Linked DNA regions of Mus musculus: region 1 is linked to region 2. The links are chromatin contacts, called in public Hi-C maps. All regions are on one chromosome and are shown on one strand. The core of a region is the stretch at or near the end of the contact, and the rest is flanking DNA. Distances in the headings are between cores, read along the strand shown. Region 1 overlaps Dnm3 (dynamin 3). Region 2 overlaps Dnm3 (dynamin 3).

Region 1 (2,892 bases), core at 386-2,885, 140 kb after region 2:
AGGAGATTCTAGAAACATAAGAAAACAAAACAAAACAAAACACACCAACTTTGAAGGCTTGACTCATATCTGGGGGTGGGAGAAACTCAGTGAATCAAAACCATGGTGGATGCTGGCACCAGACGCATTTTACCTCCCGGACCCTCATCCACATCGTCAGGTAGCGGATGAGCTTCAAGCAAGTTGCTTAGCTTAATTCATGCATTGGGTTTCTCATCTATGAAGCTATTCATTTATGCCTTAAATTAAAACAGTAAGTTAATGCATGTGAAATGCTTAGATACTTCTCAATATCTAGCAAGCGGCATAAAAATACAAGATGTTATCACTGTCATTGCCTGTATTCATTACTAGCAGTGCCTGGAAGAAGTCCCCCTTGCCTTCTGAACCTCATTTTATGTTTCTGTCACTTAGGTTGATGAGGAATTGGTAAAAGAATTAGCGGCAGTCTAATGAGTCTTGGTGTCTAACCTTCAACAAGGTTAGTGATTGCTCTTCTAAGCGCTGGGCTACAATGATGCACAGCGGTGAGAGGAGTGTGCAGTGGGCTCTGAGGATGGGGTGGGGTTTCCTGTGGCCAAGTAAGAAAGAAAAGGAAACCTGCTTAAGCCTCTCATGTGATGTTAGGGAGCGCACTGACAATGAGTTGTGAGGTCCTCTGAGTGAGCTCTGGTGATGCCTGAGAGCAGGGCAGAGAAAGGCCGGGCCAGAAGAGGACTTGTTATTTTCTACAGATGTTTCCTCTCCACAAGGTCACCTGGCTAAGGGGAGTGGCTTTTCCCACAGAGCCAAGCTGGATGTCACTGCTTTCAGAACTTAGAGACATACATGTATCCTGTGAAGCTGTGGTTCGTAAACATGTTCCACAGACAAGTCTAAAGTCCCTATCAAGGACCATGGGAAGTCATTTTGCAAATCTACACCATTTTTGGAGAAAGTTTGTAACTCTCAATGTTACACAGCTGGGAAAGCTTGCAGGGGTCCACAGAGTACACATTAGGGCAGACAAAACGTTCCTTCAAAACTTTGTTAGACAATTGATTCTCAGTCCTTTTGCTGGGCTGGCCATGGGGAAAGGGTAAGATGTCCCTTGGAGGAACAAGAAGCATCAGCTTCCAGGCGTGGTGGTGCATGCCTTTAATCCCAGCACTCGGGAGGCAGAGGCAGATGGATTTCTGAGTTCAAGGCCAGCCTGGTCTACAGAGTAAGTTCCAGGACAACCAGGGCTACACAGAGAAACCCTGTCTCGAACAACCCCCCCCCCCCAAAAAAAAAACAAAAACAAAAACAAAAGCAAAAACACATCAGCTTTTGGCTCAGAACTGCCATATGTCTCAGGTCACTCACAAAGAACAAAACCCCGTACTAACCCTATATGTCATCTTCGGAGGGCAGGGGGTGTCACATTGCACTTTTTACTATTTCCCTCCCCAGATAGGAGGAAATAAATGCCATTCTACCTGCATTTGGCATTGCCTTACAGTGCTTAGGCAAGCAGAAACTGTATTTCATCACGACAAAACTAAAAGAAAAAAACAAAAAACAAAACAAAAAAAAAACCTGACACCGGGTCAGCCCCAAAGTCCACATTCCCAAAGCCTTGCTCAGCTCTCTAGGTCAGGCTGTCTTTCTGGTTTATATCTCCACATTTCTTGGAACTTGTAACCGACATTTAAATTAACTCTTGTGCACTCTGCACTTTGAGGTAATGTTGGTTGTAAGCAAAAACAACTTCAAAAGTCTGCAGCGCTTGCTCCCCTTAGACCCCGAGCATGCAGAAGACCTCAAATTCTGGAATCCTTCCAGAAAAGTGAACCTAAGTCGCATCTCTGTCCATTCCTATTTTTATTGTCCCTACTGATTAATGATACTTAGTTTCTTGCCTCTTCTGGTTTTCTCGTTTTTTTTTTCTTTCTTTAAACTATTAAAGTGTATTAAGCAGCAAAGCCATTTATAAAACAATGTAAAAATCTAACAACTGTTTACAATAAGACTGCTTGGAATTAAAGGATGATTTTTTTTTATTTAAGGAGGGGCCAAATTCCTTAGATGGAGGGGAAAAAGGAGTCTAAATATGTCTTAGTCATTTCTGAAAGCTTATTGTCATAGTGGAACTAATCAATAAACCTCTCTACATTATTTTATTTCCAGTTTCAAAACAAGCTATAAAATCAACTTAGTTAACTTGATTAAATTACTTAGCAGTCTTTCTTATCTAGCTATAATGTAGTGTTTGCAATATATTTACACTAGAACCTCCTAAAATAGCCAAGCAATTACAGAATTCCAGAAGAATGATTCCCAAGTATACCAATACATAAAAAAAACAAAAAAAAACAAAAAAAAACCCTTTGTTCAAGCCAGGTTGCTATCTAATTCTCAATACAGTGTGACCTCGCTTCCCTTAGAGACCCTTTGGAATTTGGCTCTCATTTCAGACTTTCCTCTGCCAAGCATATAGAATGAATTAGGTGGAACCCAGTTACAAACTCACCCCACCCACAGTGGTTCCGGCAGAAAGCTGAATGTTTAAACCCACAGTTCATCCTAAATGCAAAAGGGTTCCTTCCCACCCAAGTTCCTCTTCCCCTGTTTTGTATGATCTCCCTTTCTGCTCCTTCTGAATCGACTTCCCAAAGAGAGAATACAATTGGGGACAGGTGGAAGGGAGACATTCGAAGCGAAGAGCTCAAGTGCACACACTGGTAGTCTTCATCTCAGGCATTCACACAGCAAGAGGGGGACCTGTCAATCTCATCACCTACACACATAAGGCCATGTGAGGGGCTGCCTGCAGTTCCACGTTAGCTTTGGTTCCAAAGCCCCTGGAGGAGGAAAGCAGAACTGACTGCTAGGACCCAGGACACTTCACAGGGAGATCTGCTTCATGTG
Region 2 (3,034 bases), core at 14-2,513:
AAAAGAAAGGGAGAGCTCAAATGTTTAGCAGATAGCAAGAAAAACAACAGAACACCAAAAGCAGAACCCATGGGGAAAATAAGGCAAATTTAGGTATTTTTTTTGTTTACAATTAGATACTTATTTCATTTGAGAATATGCAGAACCCTATGTCTTAAAACGAAAACAAAGAGGATTTTCCAGGGCTGACAATCATTAGTAAGACTGGAGACAGAAAATGATGTCTCTTATTTTTTATTTTTGTTGTTGTTTTTATTTCTGAAATAATTTGGGGTTTATCTTTGAACATGCCTCCCTGGACTAGAAATGAGGCCAAATGAGTTATTTGCTCTGAAGCACGTGGTCCTTTTGCTCTAGGTCAAAGGATGAAAGATGACATAAACACCTTACAAAAGAAGGGGGCTGACTATGGTAATGCTAATATGTACCCTATTTTTTTTTAAGTATAAAGTTTTTAAAACATTGATGTCTATGGGCTGTAGGGTGGACTGAAGTATCAGTTGCGTGCCCCACCCCCATCATAGTATAAAGTTGGTTATAGGAAAGTCTTGTTCTTTAATGGCAAATAGGGCAAAGGTTATATGCGGCAGGCATGTAGCCCCGTAGAGTGTGCAGGGTGCAGGTTGGGCTGTAAAACTGCTCATTAAATTGTCCTGTTCTGAAGCAGAAGCAAATACATGAGCTCAGGGAGGAAAGCCACAGAAACTGTCTAGAAATATTTCCGTGAAAGACTGTGCAAATAGCTCTCCCTGGTCATGAAAAATGCAGTTGCTGATATACAAATAGCTTCACTTAAAAGACTTAAATACCTTCCCTGCAATGCTGTCTTTGACTGACTGCCAAGAACTACCTAATGCTGTTCTTTTTTTATTTTCTCTTTAAATTTTTCTGAATAGACTGTATGGTGCATACAAAATGAAGATGGCACGTACACTAGAAGTTACTGAAAGAGCACGAGAAGGAATCTAGTTACTGACTCTCCATCCCAAACCCCTCTTTAAAGTTCCTGAGTTTTGTACTTGTTTTGAATGTCAACCCAAATAATAGAAAAGGTGGGGGGGGCAGGGAGAGGCATTTAACAATTGGTTGGGCGATGATTGTCCACACTTCAGTATTTTAGTGAACAGAAAGTGGAGAAGGAAGAATTCAAAGCTAATAATAGTAATGGCTTGCTGGCTAAATAATGAGCAGCAGGAGGACTTCTAAGAAGGCAGTTAGCCCCAGAGCGATTCAGACAGACTTGCTTACACAACGGCTGGCTGCTCTAGGAGGAAGCAAGCCAAAACCAACATCAACACCCAGCAGCGCCAGTTGCTCACAGGAGGAGTGTGTAGCGGGATGCTGATGAAGTGCATTGTGGGAATGAATGAGAAGTCAAGACCCCTATCTCGCTTTTAATGGGAATCTTGTGATGCCCCAGACCCTGTCTGAGCCGTACAAGGGGCACCCTGCTGGACTCTGCTTGGGCCCCGTGATTAATGGGAGTGACAGGAGGCCAGGCTTGTCTAGAAAATTGACTGTGGATGAAAGCAGTAGGCAGTGAATCATGCGCCCTGAGTTCGACCCCCACTGCTCTGTCTGGGGTCTCTTTCACCATTTCCGCAGTATGTGTTGGGGTTGGGTTGGGATGAGGGACCCAACAAGGATATGAGTGTGGAAATTCTTATTTATTTATTTATTTATTTATTTATTTATTTATTTATTTTTATAGCAAAGAAAGAACTGCAGATGGTTCAACTCCGTTCTCACTCCCAAGACTTGTGTTATCTTATAAAGGCAGTCTGGAGCTGCTTGTGAGAAACCGTGAATCAAAGTGAGAGAGACTCCCTGTTAGAAGCAAGGCTGGAAGGTGACAGGGGAGGGAACTGCCTGAGAATCATACAGACATTTGGCCAGAATAAAACTACAGAGCTGTCTTACAACGCTAAACCCAGTCACATCCTGTGAGATAGCTTGGACCGTGCTGAATGCGTCTTGCCAGTCAAGCTCCTTTTTCCAGAGTTTACTACAAAAAGCATTTCCTCATTCCCCCAGCTGTGAACAAACAAAACCAAATGAAACAAAATGAAACAAAACAAAACAATCATCTTGGCTCTTTCCCCCTCCCCCCCTTCTCACTGGCCCCTAAAACATTTCATTCAGGAATAATCATTTCTTTTGTGTTAATAGATTTTTAAAAGTTGGTATCTTCCTTCTAAAGTGGCAGTTGACAGTTTGACCGCTTCCTGCTTTACTAGCCCTTTTACTCTGCAATCCATACATTTATCCCCTTAACATGGTACATGCTGCAGTGTGGCACGGGAGCTCAATGAAATACATTGTACATGGAACTCGGTCCTGAGACAGAAACACTAGCTCCAACAGGGTAGTATTCACATGCTTTTTAAAGTGGCTCGGCAGAGAGTTAGGATGGTGGTTAGGCGCCAGCCCCAGGGTGTGGCTCTCTGGGACTCTGAGCAGCGAATAACTACTCATGCAAACGTTGGAGTTCAAGAATTTACAACTGGCAGAGCTGTTCATATGAGCCACTGGCTGACACGGGTCTGGCTCAAGGAAATGTCCCACTTTCACTTCTGAGGGTCCCCTTCTCTCTCTGTGATTGGTGCCAATGAAGAAATGAATCACCTCTGCTAGGACTCTCTGAATGTGGTACTTAGTGTAGCCTCCTGATTCAAGTGGTACCCTATCTACATCCTCCCCTTAGCAGGATGGATGGTGGGTAAGGGGGTGGGAAAAGGCAACAGATAAAAAGTGGAATCGCCTTTACTCTCAGCACTCACGAGGCCTAGGCAGGGGAATCTCTGGTCTGGCAGAATGATCTGTGGGAAGAATACTATGTCACATGTCAAAATAACTTTAGTTATCCTGGTTTTCGTAAGAGACTTTTTCCTGAGGAGACACCACACACACACACACACACACACACACACACACACACACACACACACACGCACACACACATGCACACACACACACACAAGTTAGCAAGATTTAAAACCCCTCATTTGTATTCCTGGATCCCTGGAAAGGAACT

What was found. Hi-C and Micro-C count contacts between places; a contact is called where the count stands out from the background.
Region 1: a Hi-C map of uterus shows a contact between it and region 2, with 6 times the contacts expected there. The contact joins two enhancer-like sites. A contact is called at or near these places in 9 of 484 Hi-C or Micro-C datasets (embryonic fibroblasts, palatal mesenchyme and uterus) and 4 of 115 datasets of contacts at active chromatin or transcription factors (the 230-238 cell line, cardiomyocytes, embryonic limb bud and 1 more).

What each region holds. Positions count from the first base shown.
Region 1 is chr1:162,178,951-162,181,842 of GRCm38.p6, forward strand. All of the region lies in intron 14 of Dnm3 (dynamin 3), which reads right to left. Among named protein-coding and RNA genes, the nearest start is that of Dnm3os, 37 kb to the right of the region's middle. Within about 2 kb of position 1,636, at least 27 of the 459 cell types and tissues checked have an H3K27ac peak or open chromatin away from gene starts, as enhancers often do. A contact at or near this core is called in embryonic fibroblasts and uterus, where this site is marked.
Region 2 is chr1:162,036,773-162,039,806 of GRCm38.p6, forward strand. All of the region lies in intron 17 of Dnm3 (dynamin 3), which reads right to left. Among named protein-coding and RNA genes, the nearest start is that of 2810442N19Rik, 33 kb to the left of the region's middle. Within about 2 kb of position 1,264, at least 166 of the 459 cell types and tissues checked have an H3K27ac peak or open chromatin away from gene starts, as enhancers often do. A contact at or near this core is called in embryonic fibroblasts and uterus, where this site is marked.